Linked DNA regions of Sus scrofa: regions 1, 2, 3 and 4 are each linked to region 5. The links are chromatin contacts, called in public Hi-C and HiChIP or PLAC-seq maps. All regions are on one chromosome and are shown on one strand. The core of a region is the stretch at or near the end of the contact, and the rest is flanking DNA. Distances in the headings are between cores, read along the strand shown.

Evidence for each region. A called contact is a pair of places that touch in the nucleus more often than the background predicts. HiChIP or PLAC-seq counts read pairs in DNA pulled down with a chosen protein or histone mark.
Region 1: an H3K27ac HiChIP or PLAC-seq map of skeletal muscle shows a contact between it and region 5. The contact joins two enhancer-like sites. A contact is called at or near these places in 9 of 47 Hi-C or Micro-C datasets (fetal liver, heart right ventricle, liver and 5 more) and 2 of 2 datasets of contacts at active chromatin or transcription factors (alveolar macrophages and skeletal muscle).
Region 2: a Hi-C map of retroperitoneal adipose tissue shows a contact between it and region 5, with 2.2 times the contacts expected there. The contact joins two enhancer-like sites. A contact is called at or near these places in 2 of 47 Hi-C or Micro-C datasets (embryonic fibroblasts and retroperitoneal adipose tissue) and 2 of 2 datasets of contacts at active chromatin or transcription factors (alveolar macrophages and skeletal muscle).
Region 3: a contact with region 5 is called in a Hi-C map of skeletal muscle, with 5 times the contacts expected there. The contact joins two enhancer-like sites. A contact is called at or near these places in 3 of 5 promoter capture datasets (fetal liver, fetal skeletal muscle and liver), 37 of 47 Hi-C or Micro-C datasets (adipocytes, adipose tissue, alveolar macrophages and 18 more) and 2 of 2 datasets of contacts at active chromatin or transcription factors (alveolar macrophages and skeletal muscle).
Region 4: a contact with region 5 is called in an H3K27ac HiChIP or PLAC-seq map of skeletal muscle. The contact joins two enhancer-like sites. A contact is called at or near these places in 5 of 47 Hi-C or Micro-C datasets (embryonic fibroblasts, liver and skeletal muscle) and 2 of 2 datasets of contacts at active chromatin or transcription factors (alveolar macrophages and skeletal muscle).

The regions. Positions count from the first base shown.
Region 1 is chr18:37,868,639-37,871,371 of Sscrofa11.1, forward strand. The region is part of intron 2 of EEPD1 (endonuclease/exonuclease/phosphatase family domain-containing protein 1); the gene reads right to left. Among named protein-coding and RNA genes, the nearest start is that of EEPD1, 79 kb to the right of the region's middle. Within about 2 kb of position 1,478, at least 3 of the 83 cell types and tissues checked have an H3K27ac peak or open chromatin away from gene starts, as enhancers often do. A contact at or near this core is called in skeletal muscle, where this site is marked.
Region 2 is chr18:37,837,736-37,840,435 of Sscrofa11.1, forward strand. All of the region lies in intron 3 of EEPD1 (endonuclease/exonuclease/phosphatase family domain-containing protein 1), which reads right to left. Among named protein-coding and RNA genes, the nearest start is that of EEPD1, 110 kb to the right of the region's middle. Within about 2 kb of position 1,411, at least 8 of the 83 cell types and tissues checked have an H3K27ac peak or open chromatin away from gene starts, as enhancers often do. A contact at or near this core is called in retroperitoneal adipose tissue and skeletal muscle, where this site is marked.
Region 3 is chr18:37,819,091-37,821,790 of Sscrofa11.1, forward strand. No RefSeq gene overlaps it. Among named protein-coding and RNA genes, the nearest start is that of KIAA0895, 110 kb to the left of the region's middle. Within about 2 kb of position 1,366, at least 27 of the 83 cell types and tissues checked have an H3K27ac peak or open chromatin away from gene starts, as enhancers often do. A contact at or near this core is called in adipose tissue, fetal skeletal muscle and skeletal muscle, where this site is marked.
Region 4 is chr18:37,889,073-37,891,772 of Sscrofa11.1, forward strand. All of the region lies in intron 2 of EEPD1 (endonuclease/exonuclease/phosphatase family domain-containing protein 1), which reads right to left. Among named protein-coding and RNA genes, the nearest start is that of EEPD1, 58 kb to the right of the region's middle. Within about 2 kb of position 1,374, at least 40 of the 83 cell types and tissues checked have an H3K27ac peak or open chromatin away from gene starts, as enhancers often do. A contact at or near this core is called in liver and skeletal muscle, where this site is marked.
Region 5 is chr18:38,060,822-38,063,561 of Sscrofa11.1, forward strand. No RefSeq gene overlaps it. Among named protein-coding and RNA genes, the nearest start is that of EEPD1, 110 kb to the left of the region's middle. Within about 2 kb of position 1,405, at least 15 of the 83 cell types and tissues checked have an H3K27ac peak or open chromatin away from gene starts, as enhancers often do. A contact at or near this core is called in adipose tissue, fetal skeletal muscle, liver and 2 more, where this site is marked.

The DNA.
Region 1 (2,733 bases), core at 228-2,727, 190 kb before region 5:
TCCTTGGGAAGCATTGGTGGACACCATGAAGGAAGTGGGATTTGAGCCACATTGTTGAGGGAGGGGTCAGCTGCTGATGGGGCGGTCGGGCTCCCTCCCCACCCAGCTAATCTGCTCCCGGTTACTGGTCACCGTGCTCCTCCCCCACCAACCTGCATGGTTCTCTGGAGCAGAAATGGGCCCCCCCTGCACCACACACCCTCTTGAAAGAAGCCACGCCCATGATTAGGTTCACCTCAATGTGCAGAATTCTCCGTAATCTCTCTGCACAGCTAAGCAAGCACTGTCCAGCCAAATGCAAAGGTTTATTTAAAAGCAACTCCAGCAAATGCAATAAAGGTTCTAAAGGCCTCGAAGAAACCACCATCACCAATTTAGCAAACATCCGGGCTCATGGACAGGTCTCTGGGCATTCCCTCTGCTCCAGTCACTGACTTTCCTTCATTTCTCAGACAGGTTTGCATTTGCTGTTTCTCTGGCTTGGAACAGTCTTCCCCCAGATTGACAACACGCCTGCATCTCACTGCATCCTTCCAGTCTGAGTGCAAATCTGTCTCGTCTAAGCAGCATCCCTGGTCACCAGCATGTGTGTGTTTGTTTGTTTGTTTGTTTCAGGGCACTTACTGGTACCTTCAAGCATTTATTTGCTGGGGTGTTTTTGTCCGTTTCCTCCCAAACAGCACAGAAGCTCCTTGAGATTGAGGGCTCAAGGGTCTTCTCACCACCCCATATGTAGTGACTCTGACACATGGAGGACACTCAGGAATATTTACTGGCTGCCTGGCAGGGCCCAGGGGCTTAGAGGCCAAGTCGCTGTAAGTGCAGAGAGCTAAAAATCATTGGCCAAGCCTCAGTTTCTCCATTTGAAAAGCAATGTCTCCAACAACATTGAAAACTATGCGCGTGATCCCTGGGGGAAAGGCATTATGTACATTTGTAGAAATGCCTGCCATAACGAGATGTGGCTGGTGGCAAGGCAAAGCTACCGGCCATCCCAGGACACTGATTCCCAGGACACACGTCTAGATTCCAGGCCACCGATGTGATGGATGGCACGTTACAGGCTAAGGAGATTCCAGTCGCGGCTCAAGTTGCAAAAGCTTAAACTGCTTCTGAAATAACCACTGGAAAATATTTGTACTGGAGGAACTTTTAAAATAGTCTCTCATCCCTGCCCCTCCTTACAGTCATGAAATCCATTTCAGGATCAGATATAAACGGGGTAGAGGAAAGGTTTAAACACTGTTAATATAATCACCGCCCCCCCCCCACATACTTACAAAGATACTACGTCCAAACCACTGCAGAACACAACCTGAGAATCAACCGTTCAGGCTTTCAATGACTATTAAATTAAAACAACTTCAGTTGACTCTTATTTATTTATTTTTCTTTTTAGGGCCACACCTGTGGCATATGGAAGCTCCCAGGCTAGGGGTCAAATTGGAGCTGCAACTGAGGCCTACACTGCAGCCACAGCAACACTGGATCTGAGCCTCAGCTGTGACCTAGGCTGCAGCTCACGGCAATGCCTGATCCCTAACTCATTAAACGAGGTCAGGGATCTCACTTGCATCCTCATGGAGACTATGTTGGGTTCTTAACCCGCTGAGTCACAACAGGAACTCCCAGGTGACGATTTAGAGTCAAAACCTGAAGGGTGCTAGTCCCTGCTCTCACCCCTATACTCTCCTCTTGAACGGGGACGGCAGATACTGGCATGCACACTGCTACTCTCCAACCCTCTCCACCTCTTCCCGTTGAACCTTCCCTCATTTAACTTAGAGCTTCAGAATCCTTCTCAACACTCCAGTGAGCCATGACCAATCTACTGAAGTGGACCACAGAGAGTAAATCAATTTATTTTCTGCTCTAAAACCAATATCAAACAGTATTTGTGTATTAGGCATGGGCAGAAAAAAATAGAGACCTTCTTATGCTACTAAAACCCAGCAGCACAAGAAGGACTTGCTTCAGGGGCATGGGAGAAAAGATGGAGAAGTGATGATAGGACACTCAAATCTGGATGGGTTGGGTTTCAAAATGAAAACAGTATGTGTTAATCAGAAGTTACTGCTAGAGCTGCATATGGAAGCTTCTTCAGGAAGCTGTCTTTTTTTCCTCCTTAGAGCTAAAGTCTTTAGCAGTATTCAAGATGTTTCCTGTTACATAACTAGCCTACTGTTAGTTCTTACCTTATTGGAAACTCTTCAAGTTGGGAGCATTTATTTCAGTATTTATGGTACCATATTCTTCGAACACATCAGATACTCCCTGGGAGGAAATTTCACACACATGAAGGAGCAACGAGCCCATTTACCAAGTCCTCCACTCAACACCTCTGACTTCTTACCCTGGAAGGGGATCTCATCTCTCTTTCAATCTTGCTCCCCCTTCCCTCCCTTTCTCTCTCCACCTCTCCCTCCTTCCTTCCCTCTTTCTGTCCTTTTGCTAGTTCCGCAAACATATAGTGAATGTGCCAGGCATGAGGGGGACAAAGATGAATGCAATATTGCCCCTGCCCTCTAAGGGCTCCCAGGGGCTAGGATGCTGCTGGAGCACGAGCCCAGGGAGGTATGTTTCTCTGAGACGCTCCCGGGTTCCAGCGAGGAGCAGCAGAGCTGGCTCAACAGGGCATGTCTGTCCGGGGGTCTGGTGCTTGGTCAGCACCCTCCGAGAATGGCAGAGCTCCCATCAGGTGGAAGTGGCAATGCACTACAATTTCTTCTTTGC
Region 2 (2,700 bases), core at 161-2,660, 220 kb before region 5:
AAAAAGACGAAGAACACCGTGTCTGTTCTTCCCACCGCTTCCAAGAGACGTGCAAAAACTGACCCCCAAGAGACAGTCAGTAATAGTGAAATAACTTTGTACGGTGACAGATGGTAACTAGAATTGACCTGGTGAACATTTCGTAACATATAAACACAGAGAATCACTATGTTGTACATAGGATACTAATACAATAGTTAAAGTCAATTACAATGCAAAAAAAAAAAAAAAAAAAAAAAAAAACCAACTGACCCCAGCTTCACCATGAGCCACTCCGTTGTTCACCTTGATTTTCCTCTGAGAAGAAAGCCCTCCCGTCATGGACGGTGACCATGCCTTGTGTGTGTTTATAGGGGGGCTTCTCCTCTGCTTCTGTGTGTTCCACCATCACGGAACTGTAAGGTGACTTTCGCATCAGGGCAAAATAAAACTGCACCAAGTAAAACGAGGAGTTGAAAAACTACAGACTTCAGAGTATGTGGACCAGTGTCTCTAAAACACCCTTAAAAACCATCCCACTTCCTGGGGTTGGTTCTTTCTGGGGGCGTCCCCAGGATTTGCTCAGTTTCTGAGACGCTCTGGAATCTGGCACTGCCCCTTCCTGGTGACGCTCACCTGTCCCTTTGCACCTCGGGACACCCCCCTCATCTCTCTCTGCCCGGCCCGACAAGCCAGTCTCCTGGCTTCTTTCTGGGGCGTCCATGCTATCTCTTACTCAGCCCCACAGCTTTAGCTTACATCTCTACCCCAAAGGCCCCCGATCTGTCCCTGCAGCTCAGATTTCTCCCTTGAATCTTGGATTGTATTTCAACTTCCTTTTTCAAGTTCCCCTCTTAAGGTTTCCACAGAAGCACAAACCCAGCAGGTCCCAAAGGAACACGCTGTTCCCCTCCCAACTGCAGGCCCATCTCGGTTCCTGGCACTGGCATCCTGCCAGCTGCTCTGACTCTTCCCTCTCCACCCACGTCCCATCTCTCACCCAGCCCCACCCATCCTCACGTGTCTGGAGGGCCCTCTTGCTCTTCTCCAGTCCCATCTGGCCTGATTCAGGGCCCTATCTTCTCTCACCTGGGGCACTGGCGTAGCTGTAAGAAGTCACCCTGCCTCTCTGTCATTTGATCACCCCCCTTCTGTCTGCTGGCTACATTGTGACGGCTGTGCTGATGCACCATCCCCTGTGTCCTCAGAGCCCGGGAGCATCAACATCACCTGGGAACTTGTTAGAAAGTCTCTGGCCGCATCCTACACTGGATCAGAAACTCAAGGGTGAGCCCCAGCATCCTGTGTTTTGATAAGCCTTTCAAGGGACTCTGTGCCTGCTAAGGTCCGAGAACCTCTGCAGCTGCCCCAGATCTGGGCAGTACTGTGGGCAGATGGCCATCAGCTGGCAGCCCTGTCGGAACACCTCACTGCAGAGAGCTGCAATCATGCCCTCCCTGGGCAGCTCGCCTCCAATGGGAGCCCAGGGTCTCACAGTCCGGTCTCTTGCTCGCCCGTTGCTTATACTGCAACAGGGAAGACAAGGCCGGTCACTTCTATAGTGACAAGTGCTATGAAGAAAATGAGACCAGGCAGGGAGGACGCGTGCTGAGAGGGCCACTCTAGACACGGACGGCCCTAGGAGTCAGGCTGCTTTTACAGTCAGATGTTGACATGTCTGCCTCTCTCCAGCAGTGGACGCCAAAAGGGCAGAGACTGTCCCCAAGTCGCCTTCAAAAAGCCCACCTGGCACAGAGCACGGCACCCAGCGATGCATCTGTTGGTGAACCAGGAAACTCCAGGGAAGACCACTGCCCTCGAATCCGCGTATGATCAACAAAAGGAGGAATTTCTTCCTAAAGCTAATTATTTAAATAATTACCTCAATTTTAACCTGACTTTGAGTTTGCCTGGGAAGTGTTCCCTCTGAAATTGGGTCATCAGTGACTTCCATCCATTCTTCTTTCAACCCTGCCCAGGGACAGTGTTATTCCCAAAGGGGGAGCTTCACCCGGACAAGTCCCCACGGCCAGATGGTCCTGGCCGGTAGCCATCCTCGGGTGGGAAATAAAGCACTCTGGAAAATGCAGGCGGAATTTATTGACTCTAACTTCAGGGATCCAGCGAGGAAATGGACTTCACAAAGGGCCCAATTTCCTGCTGAGGCATCATTTGCTTGCTGAGTGATCATTAGACCTGAATCCAACAGTCATTAAAAAGGAGAGCGGCTCTTCACTGCCCATCTGGTGTCTCACTCCTCTCCACGCAGGGGGTCCTGAACCGGGTTGCTGGGCTGAATCTCCTAGGAGGCACCCCGGAAAGAAGCCTGAAAGCGCATCTTTAAAAGCCCTGGGGGGATCAGCCAACCAGTCAGATCAGAGAGCCCCTCACCCCCGCTCTGCTGGGAAGAGGGATGTGCAGACAGCGGTAATCTCATCTCTCCCGACCCTCATGGGACCTCCAGACACCTGAAGACAGGTGTGCCCCAAACGCCAGTCCAGCCTCAACATCCCCACTCTTGCCACGCCGCTTGGATAGGCAGGGCCGGAACTGGGAAGAGGTGGCACAGGCTGACGCTGTTTTCCATGCACGCCACTCTCCGGGATGGGCTCTGGGGACTAAAGTAGCATTAGTTCAAGGTGAGCATCAGTATCACCTGGGAACGTCACATGCTACGGAGCTAGTGTCCGGGTGGAGCCTGGTGATGTGCATTTTACCAGC
Region 3 (2,700 bases), core at 116-2,615, 240 kb before region 5:
GGCCCTCTTGCGTGGAGCACCGTCTCCAGGTACCACCAGCCTGGGGGCTCAGGGTTCTGTTTTATTAGGGGGCTCGTGGTTTTCTTACAAGATGGAAGATGCAGGAATGAATTGCTTTGTCTGGCTGCTGCATGAGGCTTCCAGAGTCAAAATGGAGCCATGAGCTTCCTAACGGCCTGGCTCTCAGATCCCTGCTGGCTACCTTTTCAGAGGAGACCCTGCCGCCTCCTTCCAGCCTCACCAAGAGGAACAGTGGAGAATACAGGGATCCCATACATCCAGGCCTTTGAGGCTGCAGGGGTGGCACGGTGGAGACACGCACAGCCCAGGACCACAGCCCAGAGGCCCTGGAAGGGAGGGCCCTCCTTCCTCTTCCCCCACCCACCCCCAAGGCCCAGCCTGGTGGGTGCACCATGTGTAATGAATGAGAAGCAGCCCAAGGCTTTTAAAGACCCCTTTCTTCTCTCTGGTACGACTAATTTACCCTCCAAATACATGCATTTTAATTTCCCCATTCTAGAATTAAACGCGCACTCACTTTTGGTGACTTCTTCCTAGCAAAATACCACTTCGGGCAATGGCAGAAAGAGAAAGAATTATAGGAGTTAATCTCGTCCACATGTTTCCACCTCTGCTGTGAGGACTTTAGCACACCTGGTCCACAGTGAAATGCAGTATTTATTCTGCTGAAAAGTATAAATGTTTGACGTCTCTTTTTTGGCTCGGGCCTTTTATTATTTATGCATTTATTTCATTGTATATTATGGAATGTTTAAAACATACAAAAGTAGGAAATGCCACAAACCCCTAAGTTCCCATAGTCTAGCTTCGACACCTAGCCACAGTTTGTAAATTTAAGCATCTTTTTTGGATTTTAAGCTCTACCAATCCTCTCATATTCACTGTACAGGGGGAAGGTAGACCATCCGATTATTAATTAATCTTATAATTAATCCTAACGCTTCTAGCAAACTTGAGCTTTTAATTCTGTAAGTTTTAAGAACATCCTGCCTCTGGGCTAAAGGCTCACAGGCGCAGGCAGGGACGAGCCAAGGAGGCGGGGCGCTGGCAGCGGACCAGCCAGCTGTTTGCACAGCCTCACGCCCTGCGGGGGAAGGGCTCCATCATTTTGCAGCCCGGCTGGGAATCGAGACTTTCTAAGGCTAAATGTGCCCACCATTGGTCCAGCGATGATGCCAGGTAAGATGCTATATCTGAGTTCAGCTCTTACTGCTTCTGGGAGACTAGTCCATCTGCCATCTGTCAACGCAAAACAAATTCCAGGCGCCATCCCTGGAAGATTGTTTACTGTGTGTCTTACCACGTTTCCCCACCAGGGGGAGCCATGAAGCGCAGCCTCGGATTAGGGAGCCCTTTGCGTCTTTTTCATTGAAACGCGGGCCAGATGATCAGCATCCACGTGACAGGCTCCGCCGCGTGAGGATCCTTATTTCTATGGGCCCAGCTGGACCAGTGACAGTCCAGGATGACATACTGTTGGGAAATCACAAAGCTCCCGTTCCATTTGAGGGAACAGAGAGTCTCCGAGGATAAAAATGTAAATTTTTTTTTTTATTTTTTGCCATTTCTTGGGCTGCTCCTGCGGCATATGGAGGTTCCCAGGCTAGGGGTCTAATCGGAGACGTAGCCGCCGGCCTATGCCAGAGCCACAGTAACGCGGGATCCGAGCCGCGTCTGCAACCTACACCACAGCTCACGGCAACGCCGGATCGTTAACCCACTGAGCAAGGGCAGGGATCGAACCCGCAACCTCATGGTTCCTAGTCAGATTCGTTAACCGCTGCGCCACGACGGGAACTCCTTAAAAAAAAATTTTAAACTGCTTCCTGAACTCTCACCATGTGTCACGGTAAACGGTTCCCCGACCCCGGAGTTGGGCCCTGGGGTCAGTGTGCTAAGAACTTTATACATGTTATTCAGTCTCTGCAATCCTGAGGGGTTTGTTCCATGGTCATTTAACAAATAAGAAACCTGGGACCCAGCTGACAAGCAGAACGTGCAGAGGGGCCCGCAGCTCAGTCACCAGAGCTGGGACTCTGCAGCCAGGTCGGCTGGCTCCACACCTGGGCCTGTGGTTACCGATCAGGGACCCCCCCTCCTGGGTCCCTCGGGTGAGACGTGCCCCCACTTGATGTCTGTGGTGTGAGTTTGCATCCAGCTAAGGCCAGCGGAAGCACTGAGCAGAACTCCAGCAGGAGCCCAGTGAGGCACGTGTGACACTGGCATCTGATGGCCTGGCTCCTCTCCGCTCTGCCACTCCTAGCTGACGACCCTTCTCTGTCACCGTCTCCGGGCCTCAGTTTCCTCATCTGTGAAAGGAACCACAAATGATAGCAGGACCCATTTTGGTGGACTCTTCTGGGGAATAAAGTGGGTCAAAGTGTAAAGTGCTTTGAGGAGCTGAGCTGTGGGCAAGAACGTGTGAGGACGGGAGCCAGGTTAAGGGGAGTGAATGGTGTGGCAGCCATTCACCCCTTTCCTCCGAAAACAAGCCCTGTGGTGGCCTCAGGTGACGTGCACTTACCTCCTGTCCACGGATGGTGGAGACCTCGGCCAGGCTGGGTGATGAGACTCTGACACTCCGATGTCTAGGTTGGGATGTCGCATCTGCAGGAGAGGAGAACTCCCACCATCAGATCAGAGACGCACAAAGAGAACAACGTCCCTCCGGCTTTGGAG
Region 4 (2,700 bases), core at 124-2,623, 170 kb before region 5:
CTATTACAACCACCACCTTCTGGGGGGTCCTCCCTTTGGCCCCCCTCCCCCACCCAACTGGGGTCCTCCCTTTGGCCCCCCCACCCCCACCTCTCCACTTCCTGTCTGCTCAGTGAACCCTCACTGCCCAGAATCACATACACTGATGTCCCAACTGCCAGCACCTCAGAAAGTGACTGTCATCAGAGGCACGGTCTTTAAAGGGGTCACTAAGTTAAAATGAAGCCAAGCGGGTTGCCCTGATACAGAATGACAGGTGTCCTTAAAGAAGAGGAAACTTAGACACAGGTACTGAGGCAAGACTACATGACGACACAGGGAGCGAGGACGGCCACCCACAAGCCAAGGAGCGGAGCCTCAGGAAGAGACGACTCTGCTGGCACTTTGATCTCAGACTTTCAGTCCCTCAAACCGTGATGAAATAATTTCTGTTGCTGAAGCCACCAGCCTGTGGTACTTCATGATGGCAGCCCTTCCCATAGCTGCAAAATGGGGCAAAAAGCTCCTGACCACCAGCAACAGCAGGAGGGAAGAACCCCTTGTGTGTCCAGGACAGACACGTTAATAAAGGTGCCACACAGGCTAAACGTGGCCTTGGCCTTGAAACCCTTCTCTCCATGCTCTAAGCAACTCCCACTATGGAACAAGAGCTGGCAATGAGAGAGGGGACCCCTGGCCGGCTGAGGCCTACGGAGCAGCCTACATTTTTTGCAGAAGGAGACGTGGTGACAGCTCATTGAGTTCGGTTTCTGCGGCATGGCTGGTACAATGAAATGAGCGGATGAGGTCCAGCAGGCTCGGGATCAAAGCTGGCTGACTCTGAGAGCACTCAGGCTGTGCTCACCACGTGCCAGCACTGTCCTGGTTTGACCATCTCTTCCTTAATGTGACCCATGCAGCCCCACGAAGGAGGTACCGTTTGCACCCCCAATCTACAGACGAGAACACTGAGGTGCAGAGTGGTTGCCCAACTTGCCCAAAGCTATATTCCTGAGGTTTGAGCCCAGACTGGCTCCAGGTCTGTGTTTTTCACCTCTGGGGTAGGGGTTCCCAGGCTTTAGACTGCATCGGGGTTGCCTGGAGCACCTGCAAAAACACAGGTAGCTTGGGCCCTGCCCGGAGTCCTGCTGGAGAGCGTGGGCGGGGCCTGAGAATCTGCATTTCTAGCAAGTTCCCAGGTGATGATGCCAGCCCAGGGACCACACTGTCCTCTGGGAGGAAAACCACCTCTGATAATTAAAAGCTCTCAGAACAGCTGGGTGAGACTCGTGGGCCCACAGAGGAAACGTACTTCACACAAGTCGGGTACAGCACCAGGGGCCCACCAATGTTATACTGCTTGCCTCTGACTCATGCCACTTTCATGCGCCAACAGTGGGGTGGGGCCGGCCGTCTGCCTTCCTGTTTCTGAAACTCTACCACATCCTCCCCTGAGAGCCTGGGGCAGCCGCTGCTCAGCTGCAGGGAAAGAACACCCCTCCCCGTGCCCAGCCTCGAAGTAAGAAACCCCACTGCTCTGATGCATCAGCCCAGATGAAATCTCAGCAGTGCCTCTCATGCGCGGGCGCCAAAGCCAACAGGCCTGGATTCTATTTACAGCCCACCTCAGAGAGGGACACACACTGGATTTGGGGTTTCTAAATAGTAACACCTGAGTTTTGCAAACTATGTTTTTTTTTTTTTTTTGCTTTTAAGGGCCCCACCTGCAGCGTATGTGGTGGAAGTTCCCAATGCCAGATCCTTAACCCACTGAGCAAGGCCAGGGATCGAACCCGTGCCCTCATGGATACTAGGCAGGTTTGTTACCGCTGAGCAATGATGGGAATACCTTTGCTTGCTTTTTTTAATGGGCTGCTGTGAGGGGCATGCGGGAGAGGGGTTTCCAGCCCCCGTTTCCTTTAAGCACGACCCTTCCCCCGTCCAAGCACTTCTCAGTCTGGCAGGCCACGCTGGCTCCCTGCCCTGCCCCTTCCAGTCACACAGGGAACCCCCCAATCCCTGCCACCCCAGCCCAGGGCTGCCTCTGAACGGGAGTAACCTAGTCCCGCTGGCCCAGGCCCAGGCAGACAGCTCATTCGGGTCACTAGGATTCACGCTTTAAAAGGAGGAACACGCTGATGAGATAAAAATAAAAACAGCTGACTGCAGAGGAGGCTCGCCATTCCTGGAGGGCAGCGGGCTGCAGGCGGGCACGTGGGCGCTCTGTCCTGCCCTGGCGGTGGCCAACAGCCTTGTATGGACAAACAGCAAGAGCCCAGCTCCCTGTCTGGGTTAAAATCCTTGCACTGAAATTCCACTTCACCTGGGTTTGGAAAAGCCCAGAAATGGTGATGGTGCCCGTTCCCAGGACTCCCAGTAACTACAACAGAAACACTGCACACAGCCCTCAAAGCACGTATTTGACTGAACGTTAATGAATGATACTATAGCATCATATGCAAAATAGTCTTGTGTCAAATCTCAAAAAACGGTAACGGCAGGTGGGAAAGGACCCTGGAACTGAGGTCACCTGATCATCAAGTTTCAGGCACGGGCTCTTCCACCCTATGTTCCCTTCCTAAAGATTGTGGGCAGGAACGCTTTTTCCAGATGGATGGCTGCTCTAGGCCTGGCGAGCTCCTCCTGGACCCATCCTCGATGAACAGCTGCGAGGACTTCAGGCAGGTGGCCTAACCTCTCTGGGCTGTAAAATGGACACAC
Region 5 (2,740 bases), core at 155-2,654:
CCAGGGATCAAACCTTCGTCCTCATGGATACTAGTTTGGTTCATTACCACTGAGCCACAACAGGAACTCCCATGATATATTGTTGAATGAAAGAAGGGTATTACAAAATCATGTTTAAAATTTTATATTTATAGCAGCTTTATTCAAAGCTGCCCCAAACTGGAAACAACCAAGACGCCATGCAGTATGGATCAATAAACTGGGGGGTATCCAGATAATGGAATATCACTCAGCACCAAAAAGCAATAAGCTATTGAGTCATGAAATGACACAGAAAACACTTACATGCATATTTCTAGGTGACAGAAGCAACCTGAAAAGGTTACGTACTGTTTGATTCCAACTGTAGGCCATTTTGGAAAAGGAAAAACTATGAAAACAGTAAAAAGATAAACAATTGCCAGGGGAAAGGGTGGGGATGATGAAGTAAAGCCCAGAGGTCTTTAGGGCAGTGCAAATACTCTCAATGACACCGTAATGATGGATACAGGCCACCACACACTGGTCCAAACTCACAGAATGTCTTAAACCCAGAGTGGATGTAATGTCAGCAAACCAGGGACTTTGGGGGATAACAATGTGTCGATATAAATTCATCACTTGTGGAGTTCCCGTCGTGGCTCAGTGGTTAACGAATCCAACTAGGAACCATGAGGTGGCGGGTTCGATCCCTGGCCTTGCTGAGTGGGTTAAGGATCCAGCGTTGCCATAAGCTGTGGTGTAGGTTGCAGACGCGGCTCGGATCCCGCGTTGCTGTGGCTCTGGCGTAGGCCGGCAGCTATGGCTCCAATTAGACCCCTAGCCTGGGAACCTCCATAAGCCACGGAAGCGGCCCTAGAAAAGGCAAAAAGACCAAAAAAAAAAAAAAAAAATTCATCACTTGTAACAAATGTCACACTCTGGTGCTAGAGGCTGAGCACAGGGGAGGCTGCACATGTGTTACGGGTACAGGGTGTGTGGGAAATCTGTATCTTCCCTTCAATTTTGCCATGAACCATAAATTGCTCTGAAAAAAAAAAAAAAGTATTTTAAAAAAACCCTACATAGTAGAAGTAAACTGACAGTAGTTAGGTCTGAAAATGGAATTACTGGCTTTCTTTTCTTCTTTGTAACTTCCATAATAACAATCACATATTTCTTCCTTAAAAACTTAGGTCAAGATAAACACAAAGTCAAGGCATTAGATGACCTGAGGACCTGAGGGCCAGAGCAGCCCCAGCCCTCCGCGAAAGGCAGGGTCACATGAACAAATTGGAGAGTGAGCCCAGCTGGCACCACAGCCAGGGAGCCAATGACCCTGGGGCTGACCACATGGGCCCTCAGCAAAATGACCCAACCAGGGCCCCTCTCTGCTGCGGGCTCGGCCCACTGCCCCACTGCTCAGAAGCCCTGCTGCTGCAAGGTCCTGGCACTGGATCACGGGAGGAATCCAGTCACTCTGGCCAGCACTAAAAACAGAGTTCAGGGCCTGACACTCTCCGGATCAAGATCTAAGGTCTTATTCCAGCTGAAAGAGGCCTTCACTGTCTGGCTCCTGCTGACTTCTTGGACTCCGTTTTCCACGGCTCTCCACCCCAGAACTTCACTCCAGAAAGGCCATTTTCTCCCAACTTTCCCGTCAACTTCGTGCACTTTCCTCCCCCTACAGATTTTCCAAATTTTTTTCCAACTGCTCTGCTCCAAAAATATCCTTTCTTTAAAAAAAAAAAAAATTGTTTTAATATTTTGGCCAAGCCTGTGGCATCAGAAGTTCCCAGCCCAAATCCATGCCACAGCGTGACAATGCCAGATCCTTAACCACTAGGCCACCAAGGAACTCCCAAAATATCCCTTGTTTCAAATCTATGGATGATGCTGACGAAACATTATGTTGATGCGACTGCTTTAAACCTAGGGGTGATTGCAATAGTAGTAAAAGCTACTATGTATTTAGCAGTTACTACGCCTTCTTTCAATACATGGAATCGCGTTTAATCTTTGGAGCTCATTTGTGGGCAGGTACCAGTGTCCTTCCTTACAGGTAAGTTATCAAAGACTCAATGCAGTGAAGTAACTTTTCCAAGGACCCGTCATTAATAAATGGTGGAAATAAACCTCAATCCCAGGACGGTCTGTGCAACTCAAAAGAGCACTTCCCCATCCATGCCCTTGTTTGATCCTCTCCAAATCTGTGGGAATGGCTGGGCAGGTAAGGTCATCCCCATTCTACAGATGAGGTCATGGGGGGTTGGGTCTAAGAATGCAGGGCTCCCCAAACCGCCTTGGTGCAGAAAACACTGATGATGCTGATGGCCTAGTCATGGCTGCCTTAATCTGAATTCAGACCAACCTCTCTAAAGTATAGCTCTTCATTCATCAGCGCCCGGGAGAAGCACTCATGGAAAAGTCACCCTCCGGATGGAACGTCAGGTATTCGTGCTCCGTGTGAATAGGTAAAACAGTCTTGTGAAAAAGCACTGCCAATCAGACAGGATCAGACAAGGGATTTGAAGTTAAATGTAAAGAGAAATGAGCAATCGTTCTACTTTTTCTAAAAAATACAAACAAAGAAGCAAAACCCAGTCAGGTCCTAAGAATGGGGAATAGAAGTCTCCCCATTGCAAAGATGTGCCCTTTGACCCCTGTTATTTGGCACTAAAACCACATCCGCGCTGCGCAAGGAGCCCTGTGTTCCCGAGCGGATATGCTGATTGGCCCGGGAACTGTGATTACGTTCAGGTCTAAATAGCTCGTCCCCCAT